Linked DNA regions of Mus musculus: regions 2 and 3 are each linked to region 1. Evidence: chromatin contacts called from public Micro-C and promoter capture Hi-C data. All regions are on one chromosome and are shown on one strand. The core of a region is the stretch at or near the end of the contact, and the rest is flanking DNA. Distances in the headings are between cores, read along the strand shown. Region 1 holds the start of Ddx27 (DEAD box helicase 27). Region 2 overlaps Stau1 (staufen double-stranded RNA binding protein 1). Region 3 has its middle 6.7 kb from the start of Snord12.

Evidence for each region. Promoter capture Hi-C pulls out the DNA fragments that hold promoters and counts their contacts. Hi-C and Micro-C count contacts between places; a contact is called where the count stands out from the background.
Region 2: a promoter capture Hi-C map of macrophages shows a contact between it and region 1, with 9 read pairs. The contact joins the enhancer-like site here to the promoter of Ddx27 in region 1. A contact is called at or near these places in 2 of 39 promoter capture datasets (embryonic stem cells and macrophages), 3 of 15 datasets of contacts at CTCF or cohesin (CD8 T cells and the NIH/3T3 cell line), 28 of 484 Hi-C or Micro-C datasets (CD4 T cells, LSK cells, the Patski cell line and 19 more), 15 of 115 datasets of contacts at active chromatin or transcription factors (CD8 T cells, the HPC-7 cell line, the SCID.adh cell line and 10 more) and 3 of 9 other capture datasets (adipose tissue, liver and pancreatic islet).
Region 3: a contact with region 1 is called in a Micro-C map of embryonic stem cells, with 5 times the contacts expected there. The contact joins the enhancer-like site here to the promoter of Ddx27 in region 1. A contact is called at or near these places in 1 of 39 promoter capture datasets (macrophages), 1 of 15 datasets of contacts at CTCF or cohesin (the G1E-ER4 cell line), 31 of 484 Hi-C or Micro-C datasets (B cells, the C2C12 cell line, CD4 T cells and 18 more), 11 of 115 datasets of contacts at active chromatin or transcription factors (the HPC-7 cell line, the SCID.adh cell line, embryonic stem cells and 3 more) and 3 of 9 other capture datasets (adipose tissue, liver and pancreatic islet).

The regions. Positions count from the first base shown.
Region 1 is chr2:167,013,427-167,016,590 of GRCm38.p6, forward strand. It overlaps Ddx27 (DEAD box helicase 27), which reads left to right and starts at 1,887. Exons shown (of 21, transcript NM_153065.3): 1 at 1,887-2,000. The coding sequence starts at 1,908.
Region 2 is chr2:166,973,067-166,975,846 of GRCm38.p6, forward strand. The region is part of intron 1 of Stau1 (staufen double-stranded RNA binding protein 1); the gene reads right to left. Among named protein-coding and RNA genes, the nearest start is that of Stau1, 22 kb to the right of the region's middle. Within about 2 kb of position 1,390, at least 84 of the 459 cell types and tissues checked have an H3K27ac peak or open chromatin away from gene starts, as enhancers often do. A contact at or near this core is called in CD8 T cells, the HPC-7 cell line, the NIH/3T3 cell line and 11 more, where this site is marked.
Region 3 is chr2:167,070,543-167,073,363 of GRCm38.p6, forward strand. No RefSeq gene overlaps it. Among named protein-coding and RNA genes, the nearest start is that of Snord12, 6.7 kb to the left of the region's middle. Within about 2 kb of position 1,324, at least 290 of the 459 cell types and tissues checked have an H3K27ac peak or open chromatin away from gene starts, as enhancers often do. A contact at or near this core is called in B cells, the C2C12 cell line, CD8 T cells and 13 more, where this site is marked.

The DNA of each region.
Region 1 (3,164 bases), core at 637-3,136:
AACTCACTCTGTAGACCAGGCTTGCCTAGAACTCAGAAATCCACCTGCCTCTGCCTCCCAAGTGCTGGGATTAAAGGCGTGTGCAACCAATGCCCAGCTTTTTATTTTTTTAAGATTTATTTATTTTGTGTTACGAGTACACCATTGCTTTCTTCACACACACCAGAAGAGGGCGTCAGATCTCATTACTCATGGTTGTGAGCCACCATATGATTGCTCGGAATTGAACTTAGGACTTTTGAAAGAGCAGTTGGTGCTCTTAACCGCTGAGTCCTTGGTCACTGTTTTATTACTGTGAAGGGACACCATGACAAAGCGTTTAATTAGGCTGTTCTTACAATTTCAGCGCTTTTGTTCATTGTCTTCATGGTGGAGAGCTGTGTGCATGCAGACACAGTTGTAGCTTTAATTTTTTTTTCTCGACCGTATTTTTTGTTTTGTTTTGTTTTCTTTCTTTCTCTTTTTTTTCTCTGGTTTGGTTTTTTGAGACAGGGTTTCTCTGTATAGCCCTGGCTGTCCTGGAACTCACTTTGTAGACCAGGCTGGCTTGAACTCAGAAATCTGCCTGCCTCTGCCTCCCAAGTGCTGGGATTAAAGGCATGTGTCACCATGCCTGGCTTTTTTTTTTTTTTTTTTTTTCTGAGACAGGATTTCTCTATATAGCCCTGGCTGTCCCAGAACTCACTTTGTATACCAGACTGGTCTCAAACTCAGAAATCTGCCTGCCTCTGCCTCCCAAGTACCCGTACTTTTAATGTTTTTTTTTTTTTTTTTTTAAGATTTTATTTATTTATTTATTTATTATATATAAGTACACTGTCGCTGTCTTCAGACACTCCAGAAGAGGGAGTCAGATTTTGTTACGGATGGTTGTGAGCCACCATGTGGTTGCTGGGATTTGAACTCTGGACCTTCGGAAGAACAGTCGGGTGCTCTTACCCACTGAGCCATCTCACCAGCCCATACCCGTACTTTTAATAATGGTTCATAAATGCTTTAACCTCTCTTGTAGTCTACTACTCACCAGAGGCAGTGGAAAAGAAGGGATACAGACCAAAAGGTCCAGAGTTCAAATCCCATCAACCACATGGTGGCTCACAACCATCCGTAACAAGATCTGACTCCCTCTTCTGGTGGGTCTGAAGACAGCTACAGTGTACTTACATATAATAATAAATAAATCTTTAAAAAAAAAAAAAGAAAAGAAAATAGAACTTACAATTCGACCATCCTTAAAATATTATCTATTATTTAAACTTTTATGTGCCTGCATCATGCCTGCATACATGTCTGTGCACCAGATGTTCCCAGTGGCCGCAGAGGTCAGATACGGAGTTACAGACAGCTGTGAGCCACCTTGTGGGTGCTAGGAATCAAACCTGGGTCTTCTGCAGGAGCAACCAGTGCTCTTAGCCACTAAACCAGCCCTCCAGGAATCCAGCCCCCTGTTAATTATTATAATTGTGTATACAGAGGGGCGTGTTCACTTGAAAAGGGTGTGAAGATCAGAGGACAACTCTGGATTCCGAGCTCTTCTTTCCCCTTGTAGGTACCGGGATCGCACTCAGGAGTAGTGTGGCCTTTGCCATGCTGAGCCAGATGGCAGCCCTGACTACCATTTTGTTGTTAAGTTCCCAAATGTACACATACTTCTAATTTTTCCCTCACCTTTACACACTCTCAGACTTCTATTTCTTTCCCAAAACAAAGTAGTTTTCTAATCTAAACAACGCCCCACCCATTTGATTTTATTATTGGAAACCACGCAGGCCCGCGAAGTCTCAAAGTGCCGCCCCCGAGCGGAAGTGACGTGAAGCACATGCGCGCGACGCCGAGCGGGTCGCGGAAAAGGCGGGTCGTGTCGGCGCGCCGCACTCGCTACGTCCGGAAGTGGCTGCTTCTTCAGCATGCTGGCGGAGCTCGGCTTCATCCGGACCATCGGCGAGAATGACGAGGTGCCGGTTGAGCCCGAGTCGGACTCCGGAGACGAGGAGGAGGAGGTAGGAGCCGGCGGGAGAAGGGGCCGTGGGCGGGAGCGGCCGGGAACCAGCTGCGGGCCCCAGGCCCTCCTCAGCGTGCTCAGGTGTCCCCATGCAGGCCGTGTCACCAAGCTGTGCGGAGTCGAACTTCGCAGGCGAAGTCAGTCTTGCTTCCTGCCCAGTCGGGGACACATGCTCCCACCTATCCATCAAGCCTCCCAAGGGGGTTCTAGTGATGCTAGGCGGTGGGGATGTAGCCCTGAGAAAGTGGCTCCAGGGTGAGTGGCGAGAGAAAAAGACCCAAACCCAAACTCTCAGTGCCTCACACCGGCGTCAGCCAGCCTCACACGACACTAAGGATGGCCCAGGCCCTCTGCAGTCCGATTCCGAGAAAGCTGATGTCTAAGGCTCCAGTCTTTAAGGATGTTGCTGGGAGGTCGTTTGGAGCTCTGCTGGTCAGTTTAGGCGTCTGTCCAAGGCTTCTATCCCTCTGTCCATCCACACTCCGGTCTTTGCAAGTCCCACCCGCACACCTGCAAACCTGTGCCCCTCACATACTTCAGTTTCCAGCTTGGTGGTCTCCTTACCAAGTAGCTGAGTGGTCTCAGTGGTCTGAGTGGTTCCAGCCATGCAGCTAAGTTTTTGTGGCTTTCAGAGTCAGGCCAGGCTCTGTTGTCTTTTCTGCCATTTGACCCTCAGCAGCCTTCCTTGTCCTGGCAACACCGACATACCATTCCATTTCATGTCTTAGAAACTTGTGTTCTTTTTCTGCTCAGAGCCTTTCACATCTCTACCCAGCCCACTCCCCCAGGCTTTCTCTCTATAGCCCTGGCTGTCCTGGACCTACCTCGGTAGACTTCGAACTCAGATCTGCCTGCCTCTGCCTCCTGAGTGCTGGGATTAAAGGTGTGCCCAGCTTCTCTTCACACTTCTGCTCTCTGCCTGGAAGGCTTCCCTCAGTAGTTCTCCACCTGTGGCTCCAGACCCTGGGGACCCTAGGATCTCATTTCAGATATTTACATTATGATTTATAACAGTAATGAATTATGGTTATGAAGTCTCAACGGAAATAACTTTATGGTTTGGGGTCACCACCATCTGGGTTGGGAAGGTTGTGAACCATGTGTCTAGATGTCTCAGTCTGCTCTGGCTTTTTTTCTCTCCACAACAGGAGGGTTTCATTCT
Region 2 (2,780 bases), core at 140-2,639, 41 kb before region 1:
GAGAAACCCTGTCTCGAAACAAAACAAAAAAACAAAACAAAACAAAAAACAAATAAAACAAAAACAAAACAAAACACCATAAAGGCAATTCTCTAGAACTTGTATATTGAACCTCTATTCTTAGCAGTTTGAAAATCTCTATCTTGAGCCACAGCTCCCCTTTCAGCAGTACAAACACCAGAAAACCTGTGTCTGCACAAGCCCTCAGGGGACAGGGGAGGATGGACAGATTCAGCCCAGAGAGACAGGCCTTGCTCAGACAGAAACTTAACTCAAACTAAACCCTGCTGACAGCTGACTCATTCACAAAGTAAGTTTGGATTTTTCTCCTTGGAAAGGAAACTGAAGTGGAAAGGACTGAAAAAAGAAAACAAAAAACAAAAAAACCAAATTCGGTAACCCAGGAAGTGATTAATTATGTCTTACAAAGAGCAAGAACAAGGACTAGGAATGATGTTTACTGAGACAACCCTTACCTAGGGTACATTAAGTCCTGGTTTCCATCCCCAGTGCTGCAAACTAAGAACACCACCAGAGAGGATATGGAAAGGAAAGGAGAGGGGAGGGGAGGGGAGGGGAGGGGAGGGGAGGGGAGGGGAGGGGAAGGGGGAGGAAAAGGAAAGAAGAGGCACACGCCTTTAATCCCAGCACTAGGGAGGCAGAGGCAAGCGGATTTCTGAGTTCGAGGCCAGCCTGGTCTACAAAGTGAGTTCCAGGACAACCAGGGCTATACAGCGAAACCCTGTCTCAAAAAACCAAAAAAAAAACCAAAAAAAAAAAAAAAAAGGCTGTGCAGTGGTGGTGTACAACTTTAATCCCACCATTCAGGAGACAGAGTAGACAGATCTCTGAGTTTGAGTCCAACCTGATCTACAGAGCAAGTTCCAGGACAGCCTGAGCTACACAAAAAAACCCTGTCTCAAGAAACAAACAAACAAAAATTTTAAAACTTCAATAAAGATTAATGAATTTGTTAATGACTGGTCTTGTAGTAAATCTGGCCACCCACCCCTTGCTTGGTATAAAACATTGTTAAAAGGCAGAACTTTGATACAATGACCACCCCAAATGGTATTTCCTGTTCATTTCTCTCTGAAACAGAAAGGGTTAGATCACAGCAGCAACCACTTCTCTTTCTCATGACTTCTAAATGGTCTTGCAACTGAGGCCTGTCTACCCCACATCCAAACAGACCTCCCTCTCTGGGATATACAGGTATATATGGCAATTTGCTTCCTAAAGGTAAATGGTCCCACCACCACCTCTGGAATGCTTGTCAGGTGGGACAGCCAGTTGAGGAGCAGAGCCTAACGAGGAGCACTAGAGCTCACCCTTCCCTGCAGCTGCACTGGAGGAGGTAATGTAGGGCCTTGAGCAGGTCTGACTGCAGATATGGAGAGAAGAAGAACTGAGAGCAGAAACCAGTTCTTGTTCAGTATCTGGCTCCAGAGAGAGCAGCAGACGCAACCGGAACTCACACTTCAATGTGGGACACGGCTACTCAACAAAAATGAACAACTTACAGATAAACAGCTTTCAGTGTAGCTAAGTCAGTGCTACAAAATCTAAAGATCTACCTAAAAGTAGTGAGAGAAAGGAAAAAAGCTAAACTGTAGAGGGGGTAAAGTGACTGCTGAGTGCAGTCAATTCTGGCACTCTCTCAGGTAACAAAGCCACATGTGCAACATGTATTACACTGTCAGTTACAAGGCTTAGGGCTCCTTCGTAGGTTTGCCATGTCCTGGCCTGCAGATCCTTCAGTGACTTAATGACTTACAATATCCATGCGATATGTGTTCATTTTGCACAGAGAACTGGCAATATGTCATGCTTATTAACATTTATAGGACATGGTAATGGCCTCTGGCCTCGAGTCTGTGAGAAGCTGAAAGCAACCTGGAGAGTGACACCAGGAACTGCTGCTGTTAAAGGCAGCAGACTGAGGAGACAAACTTTCCCCTCACTTGACTGACAGGAGGGATTTCTCACTGTTGCTGGTTCTTTCTCCTAATTAGAACAAAGCAGGGATCTGTTTGAGTAAGGTTTATTAGGAGCTTCATCTAATTACAGACTCTAAGCCAGAAAACCACTGCATCAACCACATTCTCGAGTGACTTGAATAGACCCTGTCCTGCCCTGGGACCATGTCAGTGCCAGTGGTGGGCACAGGAGCCCAGCACGCTGCAGAGAGGCAAGCTGCTGGGAACGACAACACGGCTCTCACACAAGATTCCTGCTTAGCTTTGTTTGGTTTTTGTGCTTTCTTAGGATAGAGTTTCTCTGTGTAGCCCTGGCTGTCCTGGAACTCACTCTGTAGACCAGGCTGGCCTCACTCGACTCAGGAATCCGCCCGCCTCTGCTTCCCAAGTGCTGGGATTAAAAGTATATGTCACCACTGCCAGCTTCTTATTTTTTAACTTAGAAGAAACTACAAAGCCAAATTTCTTTTTTAAGTCAAAAGTGGGGGGCAGGGTGGACTGGAGGGGCTCAGCAGTCACCAGACTCCTGGTTTGTGCTGAGGACCTGGATTCTATTCCCAGTGCCCACATGGCAGCTCAAAACCACTGCAACCACAGGTCCAGGAGATCCAGCACCCTCTTCTGGCCTCCACAGACACCAGGCATGCATGGGGTGTATATAAGCAAGATACACTCATCACATAAAACAATTTAAAAATAAAAATCAGATGTGGTGGCTCAGAGGCGGATAATCTCTGTGAGATTCAGGCCAGCTGGTCCACACAACTGGCCTAGGACCAGACAACCAAAGCTACAGAAACC
Region 3 (2,821 bases), core at 74-2,573, 57 kb after region 1:
CCTTGGCTGCCAGCAGGTTAATTACCCAGATGGAAACTGACAGGAGAGAGAGAGCCCTGCCCCGGCAGAGATCAACAGCTCTATTCCCTTCTTGGCAAGCATCCAGGCTAGCCTGGAGCGCAGACACAAGGTGTCGGGAAGCCCTTGAGAGCAAGCACACTTGCCATTATCTCTAGATGAAAAGCCACACCTTGGGACCCCTGGCTCCAGGAACCCCATCATCTAGGAAGGGATTCTGTTTGTTGGAATGACCTGGTCAGGTTGCTGATAGGTGACAAGTCTTCTAAGTGTTGGACTGAAGCTGGGGGTCAGAAGCTGTACAAACATGAGTAAAATGTACTCGTAGGTTGGTAGGATGGTTCAGTGGTTAAGGGCTGTGTTCAGCCAAGCCCGACGATCTGAGCTCAATCTTCAGGACCCAGGTGGTGAAGAAAACATCAATCCCCACATGGGTACAGTGACATCACCTCCAATAAATGAATAAATAATGCAAGTTAATAATGGGGAAAAATGGTTATTGCGGACAAGCTAACCCTCCCCATGTGGTTATTGCAGACAAGCTAACCCTCCCCATATAATGTATTTAGACGACAGACACTCCTCCTGCCTGTCACCCGCTCTTCTCCCTCTCCCATCAATGCCCATTCCTCGTCTAAATAAGGCCATCTTCTACTTTTTTTGCCTTTTAGGTGTGACCCAATGAATTTCATTAGTCTGTTTACAGAAAGGAACAGGGGCACCTTGCAAGTGGTTACACCATTGAAGGGTGTTATTGGTTCGGATGGTTAATATTGTCAGTTTGACAGGATCTAGATTCTCCCAGGAGACAAGTCTCAGAGCCTGCCTGTGAGGGTTTATCTAAATTGAGAAGGTAGGAAGACCCATCCCATGGTCTGCCCCGCTTCCTCCAGTAAAAAGGACAAAGGGCGTTGAGCGCATTCCTTTCATTGCTCTATGCTTCCTGACTACATATGCGGTGTGACCATCTTCATCCCGCTCGTTACTTCTCTGGCCATGGCAGGCTGCACCCTGCGCTATAAACCACAATAACCCTTCAATATTTTTCTCAAGTATTTCGTCGCGGCAAAGATACGTGTAACTAATAAACTGTCGTAATGGACGGTTGGAAATAAGACCCCTACCAGGCCGCTGGGAGATGCGCACCCTTCTCTCTGTGTTTCTTTTCTGGCCTTATCTTAAGTAGCTGTCCCTGCAGAAGCCAGAATGGCCAAAAACGGGGACGCCTTAGGGATATACACACCCTACCAACCCCTTTCTCTAGTCCCCGAGAATCATTTCCAGAGAGACCCTAATTGGCTCTGCTTGGAGTGCAGGTTCATTCCTGAGCCAATCACCAAGGCCCGGAAGATAGGAAGCTCTGATTGGTCTGGTCTGGAGGTAGGCGTGATTCCTGGACCAGGCACTTTTTGGGGTCGGCCTTTGGGTCTTCAGGCAAGCACCAGGAGTCACTTCCCAGTCAACTCTAATAGGCAGAGCCCTCGGAAGATAACTCTTCCAGGGCCACGGAGTGCTGGTGGGCACAGAGGGGCAGGGTAGGAGGGGCCAGGCAGTTTTGAGCCATCCCTGAAAAAGCCTATCTACGCCTTCAGGCTGCCCAGCAGGAAGGCCACCAGGGGGCAGTAGCCCCTCGTAGTCATCAGGGTCTCCGCAAGCATGAGGCACTTTCCAGCAGGGGGCACTGGTCATCGTCTTATTCTCTTATTTTGGATACCTTGGATTGAGCTTCCTGTAAGGCTCTGAATGAGACATGGTCTCACCCTAGCAGAGATACTTTAAGCCCACTAGCAAGGCAATTCTGGCATTGGCGTTAGGATCCTCCAGCACGCCAGGCTGCACCTGGGAGATTCTCCCTAAATGGTTCTCTTGGTACTTCTTTTATTTTGTAAATTAGTATCCTTTGCAAAACGTATTGTTGAGCACAAGTCTTCAGCCGCCCTTTTCCAGCTGGCCCCACCTTTATTGGCTCTTTGGTTTCCTGTAGACTGTGGTAACACCTGCCTTGCGGGCTTTCCCCACCCCATCCGAAGAGATGATTTGTTCAGCAAATTTTATGGAATTGGGTTCTGTCTGGGGGTTGAACACAGAAGCTAAAACACAGAGGCTGGGGAATGACTGTGTTGGTCAAGTGCTTGCTGTGTTAAGCATATGCACTTGAGTTTGGGACAAATAAAAGAGGGCACTGCCCGAGCCATTCATAGTGTGTGCTGGCGCCTAGTAGGCATGTTACAGGTCTTCCCATTCAGACATTTTGAGACCAGGGCTATTCACTCTGTTATTATTATTTGAGATAAAGTTTTATGTAAACCAGGTTGGTCTCCAACTGGTTATGTAGCTGAGTGTGACCTTGAAGTCTTGACCAGATTCTCCTGTCTCTGTCTCCTGAGTCTTGAAATTATAAATGTTGCCACCGTGCTCATATTTAAAGTTGTTTTTTTTTTTCATTTTCATTTGTATGGGTGTCATATTTGCATGTCTGTGCCTGGTGACCTTGGAGACTGGAAGAGGGTGCCAGATCCCCTGGACCCGGAGTTATAGACAGTTGTGAACCGCCATGCAGGTGCTAGGAACTGAACCTTGGTCACCTGCAAGAACAGCCAAGGCTCTTAATCACTGAGCAATCTCTCAAGTCCCCAACACACACACACACACACCCGTTTTGTAACAGGATTTGACTATGTAGCCTGGGTTGGCCTAGAACTGGATATGTTCACCAGGCTAGCCTTAAACTCATATTCTCCTACATTTGCTTACCAAGTGCAGGGATTAAAGGTATATGCCACAATGCCCAGACAGGCTGGTC